Linked DNA regions of Mus musculus: region 2 is linked to region 1. A link is a contact called in public HiChIP or PLAC-seq data. All regions are on one chromosome and are shown on one strand. The core of a region is the stretch at or near the end of the contact, and the rest is flanking DNA. Distances in the headings are between cores, read along the strand shown. Region 1 overlaps Wdr59 (WD repeat domain 59). Region 2 overlaps Cfdp1 (craniofacial development protein 1).

The links. HiChIP or PLAC-seq counts read pairs in DNA pulled down with a chosen protein or histone mark.
Region 2: a contact with region 1 is called in an H3K27ac HiChIP or PLAC-seq map of heart atrium, with 5 times the contacts expected there. The contact joins two enhancer-like sites. A contact is called at or near these places in 8 of 39 promoter capture datasets (3T3-L1-derived adipocytes, HPC-7-derived erythroid cells, embryonic stem cells and 4 more), 5 of 484 Hi-C or Micro-C datasets (LSK cells, cortical neurons, double positive thymocytes and 2 more) and 1 of 115 datasets of contacts at active chromatin or transcription factors (heart atrium).

What each region holds. Positions count from the first base shown.
Region 1 is chr8:111,448,542-111,455,182 of GRCm38.p6, reverse strand. Wdr59 (WD repeat domain 59) reads left to right here. Exons shown (of 26, transcript NM_001170742.1): 26 at 4,104-6,399. The coding sequence ends at 4,339. Among named protein-coding and RNA genes, the nearest start is that of Gm24793, 33 kb to the right of the region's middle. Within about 2 kb of position 5,327, at least 80 of the 459 cell types and tissues checked have an H3K27ac peak or open chromatin away from gene starts, as enhancers often do. A contact at or near this core is called in heart atrium, where this site is marked.
Region 2 is chr8:111,830,287-111,836,655 of GRCm38.p6, reverse strand. Cfdp1 (craniofacial development protein 1) reads left to right here. Exons shown (of 7, transcript NM_011801.2): 5 at 5,667-5,786. Among named protein-coding and RNA genes, the nearest start is that of Cfdp1, 21 kb to the left of the region's middle. Within about 2 kb of position 2,370, at least 23 of the 459 cell types and tissues checked have an H3K27ac peak or open chromatin away from gene starts, as enhancers often do. A contact at or near this core is called in heart atrium, where this site is marked.

The DNA.
Region 1 (6,641 bases), core at 4,078-6,577:
CAGAAGTGCATTCTGTATTTGTATGAATATGTCCTTATGAAATACTCATTTCCAGAGAGTAGAGCAGCGGGCAGTATAAAGTGGTCTTTAGAGAGGAGACAGTGAACAAAAACAGTGGACTCAGTAGGTAAGGTCTCCTCTAGCGAGTGACAGGGAATGCTGGGCTTTGACAAGGTTCATAAAACTCTGTATGTCATATGTGTCCCTAGTTTCCATTTGAAAAAAATAAACTAGAGCAATATTTATAAGAGATGACCCTAAGTAGCAGGGTTATTTTGGTAAGCTATGCCTACGAATACATGCTTGAAAAAAATACAAAAATACAAAATTCTAATTTTGACAATGTGGTATTTTTTTCAGAGCTTCTAAATACATGAGAGTGTACCAAGAAGAGATTAATGATAGCCGGGAACAACTTGTCTTTTGAAATTAGTTTTTAGGAAAACATGAATCACAGTGATATGGAGCTGACGTATGAGCCAAACCCTTGTTGACATCTCCTGCTCTGAAGCACCATGCGAGACTGCAGGCGACACAGAGAAATAGATGTGGGTGGTGTGTGTGTGTGTGTGTGTGTGCACACGCATGTAATTCACAGAGCTTGAAATATGAGACAGATAACTGATACTAAACACTTTTATTGCTAGGTGTGAGAATACACCCCTGCAGTCCTGGAACTTGGAATCAGGAACTCAGGTCCGGCCTCAGATGGATATTGAGTTTGACAGCATGAAACCCTGTCTCAAAAACAAAAAACAAAACAGGATAAAAACCTAAAGAACAAAGAGAGAATGAATGTAATATCCTAGGGCCAATATAAACAGTATTACAGGATTGTAAAAAGGGAGCAAGAGGGGTCTGAAAGAGACTCAGACAAAATGTTAACATGAGCAGTGACTGTAAGCTGCACCGAGGAGTCAGTCCATCTGGATTTGGAGGAAGTAGCTGCACGTGGAGAAATCCAGAGCTCAGCAAGGGCTGGAGGAAATATACCCTCCAGTCTCCCGAGACAACGGCCATCTCCCTCTGTGGAAAGATCAGTTTCCTCTCTGCTCTGTCTGTAAGTTACCAGATCAGCAGACAGAAAACAAAAAATCTATTAAATCAGCTAAATGTGTTTACACATACCTGTAATTCTAGCCCTTGGTGTCTGGAGAAGGAGAGGAGTCTGAGGCCAGCCTGTGTTCTATAGCAAGAGCAGTGTTAATTCAAAACAGAAACAAACACAAGAAAGGAGGGAAGATATTCAGGATCTGAGAGGAGTTTGTTTCCATAGGGATAATTCCTTCACTAAAGATTCAGATCTGCCCACATAGATTTCTTTACATTAAAAAGATGTTTATTTTTTAATTTAATTATATTTTAAAATTCTGGTCCTTTTTTTTTTTTTAAAGATTAAAAAAGTTATGTGTATATGCCTGAGTTGATTTTATGTACCCCGAATGTAGGAGGCCAGAAGAGGGCATTGGATCCCCTAAAACTGAAGTTATAGGTGGTTGTGAGCCTCCATGTGGGCTGAGAACCAAGCTCCGGTCCTGGAAGAGCCACAAGAAGACTGAACCACAGTTGTCTTCTGACCTCCCACACATGCTGTGGCATGTGTGCATCTATGCACATATGCCCCAAACAAGCACACGCAATAAGAAACCCAGAGCTGGTTTACAACAGTAAAAGACAGTTTGCATGACACAGGACCATCGTCTGGGGTCAACTTAGCGAGGTCTCTCCATGTGTGATCATTTGCTACAGTCTTCCTGTCCTTACGTCTCCCTGTGCATCTTATAATCCATACTGAGATCTACTGTTGGGTCTTTTTTCTTACTAAGTTCTAGAGGGCTACCTAAAATAGTCATCTAGACCATTAAATAGCGAGCTGAGCCATTCATGTTTGATTTCAAATTATATAACTTAAGATGAAGGATAGAGGGGAAGAAAAGAAATAAGATTGAGTTTTTTTATAGTTTTACTCTTTTTTTTTTTTTTTTTCGGTTTTTCGAGACAGGGTTTCTCTGTATAGCCCTGGCTATCCTGGAACTCACTCTGTAGACCAGACTGGCCTTGAACTTAGAAATTCGCCTGCTTCTGCCTCCCAAGTGCTGGGATTAAAGGTGTGTGCCACCATGCCCAGCTATAGGTTTAATTTTGTAAAGATTTACTTTTTATCTGCATAAGTATTTTTTAAAGATTTATTTGTTTATATATTTTATGCATATAACTGCATGCCAGAGAGGGAACCAGATAGTTGTGAGCCACCATGTGATTACTGGGAATTGAACTCAAGACCCCTGGAGGAGCCACCATTTCTCTTACGCACTGAGCCATCTCTCCAGCCTTGCCTACATGTCTTGCCTACATGTGTACATACAGGAGGTTTTAACCACCATGTGAGTCCTGAGGACCAAACCCAGGTCCTTAGAAAAACATTAGTGTTCCTCACTGCTGAGCCATTACTCCAGGTCCAGTTGTTCCTCCTGTCAGAAAGGAGGGAGGAGCCATCAGCCTCTGGAAATTTGCAAAATGCTGGTAGAGATGAAGGTGTCTCACAATCCCCATTTAAGGGCTTCCATTTTTTTTTTTTTTTTTTTTTTTTGGGAAATGAGAAGAGAGGATAGCTGGTGAGAGACAGCAGCAGCAGCAGCAGCCAAGGCACGTGGAAGAAGTTTGCACACTATGGCAGAGATTCAGTGTTGTAGCTTGAGGAAGGAAGAAAAGCAGGGTTACACCGTGCCCAGGCCCTTCTCTGCCAGTGAGCCTAAAGTCAAACACGTTTGATAAGGTTCCTCCAGCTGCCTCTGCTCTCCAGAGCTGATGTGCGGTGGGTGGGTGGGTGCTGTGGCTAATTCATGGTCTCAGCTTGGCCAGGCGTTACCAGGAAGGGAGATGGAGCTGAGGATATTTGCAAAAAACAGGGTCATGAACTTAGTCCAGGTACGCCAGGTTGGCCAAAGAGAAAAGTGCAGCCAAAAAGGGCAAGTAGATTAAAGAGGCAGGTGGGCAACAGAGGCGGGTGGGCAACAGAGGCAGATGGGCAACAGAGGCAGGTGGGCAACAGAGGCAGGTGGGCAACAGAGGCAGGTGGGCAACAGAGGCAGGTGGGCAACAGAGGCAGATGGGCAACAGAGGCAGGTGGGCAACAGAGGCAGGTGTGGACTAGAGTGGTCAAAAGGCTAGAGAAAGCTGTTGAGGTTTGATCTGTTGCTAATGTATTGTGATGCTAAATTCTGTACAGTAGGTCTAGGCTGACAAGTGAAGTCTCACATTTACCAGCTTTTTATTTTTCTTTTTGGTTTTTCGAGACAGGGTTTCTCTGTGTAGCCCTGGCTGTCCTGGAACTCACTTTGTAGACCAGGATAGCCTCAAACTCAGAAATCCACCTGCCTTTGCCTCTGCCTCTACCTCTGCTGGAATTAAAGGACTAAGTTCATGAAGCTACATTTACCAGCTTTTGTTGTGCAAATCTTGTTCCTTAATTTAAAGCTATTGGTTAAATAAAAATCGCCACAGCCAATCACTGGAGGGGTTAGAGGTAACAGAGGCTTTGTTTTTGTTGTTTCTTTTTGTTTTTTGTTTTGTTTTTTTTTTTGTTTTTTTTTTTTGAGACAGGGTTTCTCTGTATAGCCCTGGCTGTCCTGGAACTCACTTTGTAGACCAGGCTGGCCTCGAACTCAGAGATCTGCCTGCCTCTGCTTCCCAAGTGCTGGGATTAAAGCTGTGCCACCACGCCCGGCTGTTGTTTCTTTTTTTAATGTATATGAGTACACTGTTGCAGTTTCAGACACACCAGAAGAGGGCATGGGATCCCATTACAGATGGTTGCGAGCCACCGTGTGGTTGCTGGGAATTGAACTCAGGATTTCTGGAAGAGCAGTCAGTGCTCTTAACTGCTGAGCCATCTCCCCAGCCCCAGTAGATACGTTTTTGCGTTACGTGGTTGACCAGGGAGAAAGAAAATGCATGAGGATGAGAGAGAAGGAAGAAATGACTGATCTGCCAGAGCCTGACAGGGTCCTGAGAGGAGTCGGTATCCTTACCCAGCCAGACTCAGTCTGCTTTTATTAGAACTAATGTCTCCTCTTGCTTTGCCCCTGTCCACCCATTTGCAGAGTTTGGTGTGTACTGCAGTCACTGTCGGAGCGAGGTCCGTGGCACCCAGTGCGCCATCTGCAAAGGCTTCACCTTCCAGTGTGCCATCTGCCATGTGGCCGTGCGGGGTTCATCCAACTTCTGCCTGACCTGTGGGCATGGTGGCCACACGAGCCACATGATGGAGTGGTTTCGGACCCAGGAGGTATGTCCCACGGGGTGTGGCTGCCACTGCCTGCTGGAGAGCACCTTCTGAACTTAAAGGACAGTGGCACTTCCGGAAATCCCAGAGGACTCCATAAGTGCTGGAGAAGGCTCTCTGCTGCTGCTGGTGGAAAGTCCTAGAACCAGGGCCATCCTCGTGATTTAGGATGGAGAGTATCCTCTCACAGACTGTCACAGCATCCGCTCGTGATCCTGTGTGTTCCCTTCTCCTTGGCTGCCGGGCACGGATGGTGCTGGAAGAAGGGAGGGGGACGCACAGAGCTGACCCTCCTGTACTGTCTGTTGAGTCCACAGTGGATGTTTTCATGAGGAAAAGCACCTGTTTCCAGAGCCATCAGAGCTAGCATCAGCCTTCAAGATTCTGTCCTTGAACCAGGAATGGACCCTCCAGATGCCAGTACAAAGGCACACAGCAGCTGCAAAACAGACTCCTGAGCCAGAAGACGCTGGCTCTTAGTGCCATCCACAAGTGAGCTATGGTATCTGTGACTTAGAAGTTGGCACCTTGATGATGGCCTTATAAAATACAATACTAAAGTGTAATATATGATGGACATATATTCAGCATTCTTTTTCTTGGTACAGGGCTGGAACTCAGCGCCTTGCACATACTGGTGAGCAGCCATACCACTGAGTTACATTCCAGCCCCATAAGAAACTTAAGATGTATATGTTTTCTGTTTCTCTTCATCTGCTTTCCTTTAACTAATAGAAGTTTGTACTTGTGTGTGTGTGTGTGTGTGTGTGTGTGTGTGTGTGTGTGTGTGTGTGAGTGAGTGAGTGAGTGAGAGAGAGAGAGAGAGAGAGAGAGAGAGGGAGAGAGAGAGGATGAATAAGGAAAGTGACCGTCTTAGTGACTCATTTTGCATTGTACTTCTGGTTGAAGGGAACTGTTTTGGACCGGACTAGAATTAGTCTCATGACTTGTAAAGGAAATGCCATTTGACTTTGATCATCTGACAGAGGAAACGGAATCTGACATTAAGGTTCTCTCTAGCCGCAAGAGTCTCATAATTATTTCTTCTAGCACAGGGGAAATGAGATTGCATTTCAGCACTGATACCAGAGTCTCTCTCTGCCTCTGGGCAGGCTGGCTGGGCTCCAGGGGTACTTTTTACTTGAACTCCCTTGCAAACTCATCATGATTTTCAGGGGTTTCACTTGTCTATACCAGGGAAGAGAGTTTAAAAAAAAAAACAAGACCCACTATACTGAAATCTCTCTCTCTTAGAAATTTAAATTCCTTGGGCCTGTCATAAGGCTCAGTGGGCAGAGGTGCCTGCCACTAAGCTTACTAACCTCAGTTTTCTCCCTCGCATGAGCCACCATAGAAGAACTGACTCCTAAGAGTTGTCCTCTGACTTCCACATGTGTGCTTTGATATGTGAATGTACACACACACATACAAAAAATGTAATTTAACAATTTTATGATTCCAAACTAATTAACCGGAGACACATAAGTAATTTGTGTCATTGGATTATGGTTGCACGTGTTTGTAGTCCCTTCACTCACGGGGCTGAGGTAAGAGGGTTTCAAGTTTGAGACCATCCTGGGCTACACAGTGAGGTGATGGCCAGCCTCACTTATATATGAAGACACTTACAAGCAAACGTCATAAAGAAGATCTGGAGAGATCGCTTAGTAATCAAATGCTTGGCTAGCATACAGGAGGTGATGTGTTTGATCCTCAGCAACACACACACTGACACTCAAACTAAAACAAAACAAAATACTACATGTTCCATAATAGGTAAGTGTTGTATATCACTTTGTTTGAAACTATGATTTAAGACTCATGAATGGATTAGGAAATCAGTCTCGTAGATAAAAACCAACACTTTCTATTTTCAAGGATTACTTTGTGTGTGTAAATCTCTGTGTCTTCAAGTGTATGTTGTGTGGGACAGAAGAGGCCATCTGGTTCCTTGGTGCTAGGATTATCAGTCTTTTCAGGACACCTTGTGTCATGTGTGTTCAGGGATCCTAACTTGGATCTTCATGATTGCAAAGTCAGAACTGTTTTGTCTCCAGCCCCCAAACTGTCATATAAAGAAAGTAAAATAATGTGGGTGAGAGACAATCGTGTACTAACACAGTCTGATGTCCTTTGTTTACTAGTGCGTGCGCACACACACACACACACACACACACACACACACACACGTACTTATATCTCATGGTGGCAGGTGGGCCTCACCTCTCCCCTGTATTACTAATTGGTCATGAGACTCCGTGGCATAAGCTTGATCTTGAACTATGTGCCAGGTTTGGTACCAGTGCCTCAGCAGCACGTGTAGTCCGGTGTGCTGGGATGGGGGAGGAAGGGCCGC
Region 2 (6,369 bases), core at 1,121-3,620, 380 kb before region 1:
GAGTTGAGGACCGGCCAAGTCCATAGAGCAAGTTCCATCTAGGACAACAAGGTGAGACTGTCGCAAAGCCTGTGTTGGCTTAGATCACTTCGCACATGTAGAGATCTACAGGACGGTCTTAATAAAGAACAAAATCAGCTGGATTACTGTTGCTTTGAGAAATCAGTAAATTTCTCATGAAATTATGAATTTCATAAATTTGTTTATAAATGTTAACATTTAACATGTCCCTGATTTTCTTTCTTTCTTTCTTTCTTTCTTTCTTTCTTTCTTTCTTTCTTTCTTTCTTTCTTCTCCTTCTCCTTCTCCTTCTCCTTCTCCTTCTCCTTCTCCTTCTCCTTCTCCTTCTCCTTCTCCTTCTCCTTCTCCTTCTCCTTCTCCTTCTCCTTCTCCTTCTCCTTCTCCTTCTCCTTCTCCTTCTCCTTCTCCTCCTTCTCCTTCTCCTTTCTTCTTCTTCTTCTTTTTTTTGATTTTTCAAGACAGGGTTTCTCTGTGTAGCCCTGGCTGTCCTGGAACTCACTCTGTAGACCAGGCTGGCCTTGAACTCAGAAATCCGCCTGCCTCTGCCTCCCGAGTGCTGGGACTAAAGGTGTGCACCACCACGCCTGGCTTGATTATTTTTCTTTTTTGAGATAGAATCTAATGTAGCCCAGGCTGACACTGAACTGAGTCTGGCCTGTTGCTTCCCAGGTGTAGGGATTACATTCATGTGATACTACTCTTGACTTTTTTGTTTGCTTTTTGAGACAGGGTTTGTCTGTAGCCCTGGCTGTCCTAGAACTCACTCTGTAGATCAGGCTGACCTCACTCAGAGGTCCACCTGCCTCTTTGCCTCCTGAGTCCTGGGATCAAAGGCGTGCTCTCTCTCTCCACTTTTGTAAATATTGAAGTACTCAGGGAGCCTGCATGTGTACAGTTTGTCAGAAGAGGGCAGCACCATCTGTCAAATAAAACAGGATAAAAGCACTTTCTTTTCATTAAGTACACACTCAACACATGCATCTTGTTTATAGTTCTTAGTAAAACATAGTCATTTAAAAACATTATATATTATTGAGATTTGTAACAGAACAAGTGAGTGTCTTCTCAAACTCCTTCCCCATAAAGAATACAAAAGCAGGCTGGAGAGATGGCTCAGCGTTTAAGAGCACTGACTGCTCTTCCAGAGGTCCTGACTTCAATTCCCAGCCACATAGTGGCTCACAGACGTCTGTAATGGGATCCAGTGCCCTTTTCTGGTGTGTCTGAAGACAGCTACAGTGTACTGATATACATAAAATAAATAAATCTTAAAAACAAACAAAGGAACAAACAAGAAGACTAGAAAAGCTTGCTAAGGCCCGTGGTGGCGGTCCACTCCTGTACACGAGCCCTTGGGAAGAGGAAGCAGGCCGATCAAAGCCAACCTGGAGCATGCATGTCTAATTGTTATATACAACCGTTATATTATATGTTACATATGTTATACATAGTATATATATTTAAACCTGTTAATAGTTGCTGTGTTGGCCAGACTTTGTTCATTTGGTTTTTTTGAGACAAGATTTTTTTAGGCTGGCCTCAAACTCAGATCCACCTTCCTCTGTCTCCCAAGCACCAGAAGTAAAGATGTGTGCCACCACTGCCAGGCTATTGGCAAGACTTTTTTTAAAAAAGCACATTATTTAAAATACCATAAAGAACTTTCTTGAAGGATCTTAGGAGATTTGAACTTTGACTACCCAGGCACAAACTTGGTGTTTGTCTTTGAGCATATCTTTTAATTTCTTGACATCTTTGTTTCTTTCCTTTTTTGTCATCACTGCATCTTTAAGAAGTATGAGAGAGCTAATGGGAGAAGTTTCTAAGTGTGAGAATGAGGGAATGTGAGCTTGAAGTTAGTCGTCTAGTTTCTCTGACTTTGTTGTCATGTTTTGTTTGTCTTTCCTCAGCGAGAGCTATGTAATTCTTTCAGCCTTGGGGAAGGGAGGAAGATGACCACTCTTACCCTTTTCTCTGGCACAGCCAGCTGACCCTGTGAGCTCAGATTTTCCTAAATGATTCACCTTTTGGAAAACTTCAGTCATGGGGAAGTTCCATCCAAATAAAGACTTTTCAGGAAGTTGAGTGAGTGAAAATGAAGTTAAAATGGAATTTCTATAGAAAAACAGGTGGATTAATTATTGCTAATAATAGCCTTTTCCTATCAGGAGTCCCTCTCATGCATGAGATGATGATAAGAACCATTCTCTTATTTAAAAGTACTGTGATAGCTAAATCCTTTACTGCTTCCTAAAAGTGAAGTTACTTTCTGGCCCCAGGGGAGGCTGAGCACAGGAGCGGGCCAACTTGGAGCTCTCTTTGAGAGCCTGTCTTGGAAAACAAAATAGCAGAAAGAATGGAGTTGCTCTGGGGATGTGACCAGCAGAGAGCAGTCTGCTGTTTCTTTGTGTCAGCTATCAGGGTCCTTAAGAAGTACCTCAGGCTACACAGTGTTTCCCGGTTGGTGCTGTAGACACTGGCAGGGAGATTAAGAACGGCATTCCCAATTGGTGTGTGTCATGGATTGTCGTGTTGCTTTTGTTGTTGCTGTGTTTCTGGACTCTGAGTTTCTAGTGGCAGAAGCCATATCGTGTTTCTTCATGTGTCCCGTTGCATCTGGAGTGCTTTCCAGAACTTGTTTACCTACGCGTCTATCAGTCTTGAGTCTTGTCAGCCCTGCTATAAAACAAGAGTAACAAAGGCAAACCTAAGTTCATGCTTGCTGCTTTCTTCCCTTTGTTACTTGGGCCACTTGTTGTTCATATCCTGGCATTCTTAAAGTTCAGCTGTGATAGTGACCCTTTGAAATTTGCTGTGTCAGTCAGGTATTGTGTGGCTCTCTGCTGAAGCTCATCCTTCAATTCTAGGCTTTTTATTGTTATATTTTTCCCTTTTCCTGAAGTGTGTATTATTTGAATTTAGACTAGGCTGTACTATAGTTGGGCAACAGCTGTTCCTCAGTAGCAGGCAGTCAAGTGTCTATTCCTTGGTAGTACTATGAACACTATGGGTTGGTTAGCACTTGGCCTTGTCCCTCAGCCCTCTGGCATATACAGCCTGTAAAGGTGGTTTTGCACTTAATTCCTTTAGTTTCAGGATGGGGCTTTATTCATCATGCCTGTCCTCCTTTGGAACTCATTTTCTCTGAATGTACTGGATCCCTCAGGATCAGCAGTGGTGGGACACGGCCCATGTTTTGATGTAAGAAAGGCTTTGTTGTTCCTAATGCAGACTTTGAGCTGGTTGTGGCTGCCTGCCTCCTCTCTTCCACCTTTGATCATTAAATTTAATTAGCCTTTCTAGGGTTCTGTAAAACAAATCAGCTTTCTTGTTGTCATCCATTCCACATGGCTACAAGCTCCAGAGATCAGAGGAAGCCGGTTAGTACTTCCAGACTTGCTGCTCTTTTTTTTGAGTCAGAATCTCATTTGCCTGAGGATGGCCTTGACCTCCTGCACTGCTGCTCACTGTCCTTGTGTGAAGATGTCGCAGGCATGTACTACCATGCCCAGCTGGTGTGTTGCCTTCTCAAAGTTATATGGACGTCTTTCTCTGTTGTTCCTCTACTTATTACTGTTGTGGAGTTGGCCGAATTTATTTGTCACTGTTAGTAGGACTTTTGCAGGAAGGAGACGGTAAAACTGTGTTAGTTCTTCATTAATCTCTCTAGTCTTCTCTACAAGACAAGGACGCCCAAAGGATCTATCCTGAGTCTGGTATTTGAGTTCAGCATTAATCCCAAAGATTTTGATGCAGGTTTACTTTGGGTATTGATTTAGCAGAATAACAGATGACCCTAAAATTTACTAGCTTGCATGAAGCAGCTAGCTGCTCTATTGCAGTTTCTCACGGTTCCAGAGGCCTCTAGGTCCAGCTAGGCAGTTGCTCAGCCTCTCTTGTTCCCTTTAGCCAGTGTTGGGACCATCTTAAACAGCACTTCCTTCTTGTCCTGATGCTTAAGAACTCAGATACCTTTATGCTAGGAGTGGTTCCTCAGAATTCCAGGTCTGTGCCTTTCCATGCGATCTGTGCTGTCTAGTGGATGGAGTTCTAAAGATACATTCTCAGGGAAGAAAGGCTGCAGGCCTGGAGTACAGAGTCACTTTACAGCCACTTGCACAGAACTCTCTTAGGTGACAGTCATAAAACCCCATCCAGTTTGAAGGAATTTGCTTGATGCTCTGGAGGAGCACATGGGACAGGAAATGTGTGACAGCCTGTTTGGAAAATAAACACAATCTGTTGGCAGAATTTTCACTAGCGTTGCTGTGTAGACTCCGGAGAGTTGAATAAGTCGAGTAACTGCTTAGATTTCAGTTTTAATCCTTAGGGATGTAAATGAGCTTCTTGTCAGGATGACAGTGCTGTAGGCAAACCTTCCCAGTATCAGCTATAAGCAGCTGTAGGTAAGCATTGGGCTGTTGCTGGTATGTCTCCACTGTTGCTGGTGTGTCTCCGCTGTAGCTGGACTTTGGTTTGTCTCAGCTTGGCTCCACACTTAACTTTGTGCCACTTACAGAACACACAGTATTAAGTACAGCAGAGAGGTAGCCTTTGTTAGGAAATGTATCCTTGAAGGTGGTAGAGACTGGTATACTCTCACAGATGGATTTTATAGGATTTATTCTATCATTTTTGGCTAATCTTTGGTTGCATATTTATAATACATTAACTGTAGTTTTGGATCTGCCTACTGGTAGATTGGAATTTAAGGAAAATTCCTCAAATGTTTTTGTTGCTCTGGCATGTCAAAACAGGCATCACATATTTCTCCTCTTTACCTGGAATATGGGGCACCTTAAGTTTGTTTGTTTGTTTCTTTCTTTCTTTTGAACTTTTTGTGGGATGCAGTGCTTTCAGTTTGAATTGAGGTAGGATTGTTTCACATTCTGACACTCCCTAGGCAGTTCTACTTTGCCCAGTTTAAAGAAAGTGCGTTTTTTGTCTTGGTGTTTTAGGTGCAGGGCAGGAAGGAGCTTCCGTGGGGTATTTCCATTTGTTTGCCTTTCTTCATGAAACGATGGCAGTGCTTTTGTCCCTGTGTCCCATCTCCACCTCACTGTTCATTGGCCGTCTGAGTCAGTGCTGATCTGGGTAGTGAGGAAGAGTGCAGGCAGAGAGTGCAGGCAGGGTCTCTGTAGATCCGTGTTAGTAACCAAGTGACCTGAGACGGGGGTGGGGTGTGTGTGGAGGGAGTCTTCATGCTGGCAGGTGGAATGGGAGATTTGAAGGTGAACATTGAACTACATTTGTTGTTTTGTTTGTTAGTATCAGTCTGGGAAAATGCCTATTTATAGAACTGTTAGAGTGAACTTTAATCATAAGACTCAGTGGCCAGAATTTATTGAAAACTCAGTGGTATGTTCCTAGTTTTCATTTATTTCATTTGCTATAATTTTTGCTTCCTTTTTAAAAAACCTATTAATTTTATGTACATTGGAATTGCTGGCATGTATGTTTGTGTAAGGGTGGATCCTTTAGAGCTGCAGTTACAGACAGTGGTGAGCAGCCATGTGGGAGCTGGGAACTGAACCTGGGTCCTCTAGAGGAGCAACCAGTGCTCTTAACTGCTGAGCCATCTCTCTATCCCCCCAGTTTTTGTTTCTTATCCCATTTGTAAGCTTGTTTCTCTTTCCTTGAACTAGGGTGACTAAGGAAGTAGATGCTGCGTCTAAGGAAGCGAAGTCTTTCCTCAAGCAAACAGAGAGAGAAAAACCGCAGGCTCTTGTCACTTCACCAGCGACACCACTCCCTGCTGGGTCAGGGTGAGTATGTGCCTCCGTCCCAGGTGTAGTTGGCACACTGGGAAAACTGTTAGCTGTGCGAGGACTGGCTTCTAACTGCTGCTGTCTCTACTTCATTGTGATATAGGGAATGAAACTCTGCCTTGACAGAAGTATTTATTTACCCAGATGGAGTTTGCTAGAAAAATTAGCATGGATTACTTATTTAATAATCCCAGCCTGAAAGAAGCTAACCATAAAGCTGAACATGTAAATTGCATACCTAAAAATTATTACTTTTGCATGACAATATTAGCAGTTCACCAGAACGTTTAATACATTTTGAATTGAGTACTTAGTTCCAACCCCCTGATGGCAAAGGAGCATCAGAAGGTCATGTGGGCACAGAGATCTACATCTGTGGTCCCAACTACGTGGAGACTGAGATAGGTAGATCACCTAGGCATCAGAGTGAGCCCCTATCAAAGAAAACAGTCAAAAAATTATTTAAAAAAAAAAAAGTTCTTTTGATCTTTCCGTACAGTATTTTAGTTGAAGATTAGAATTCCTTTCTCTTTGAGAAAGCAAAAGTTCCTACCTTAACATCTGTAAAAAGGAAATAAGA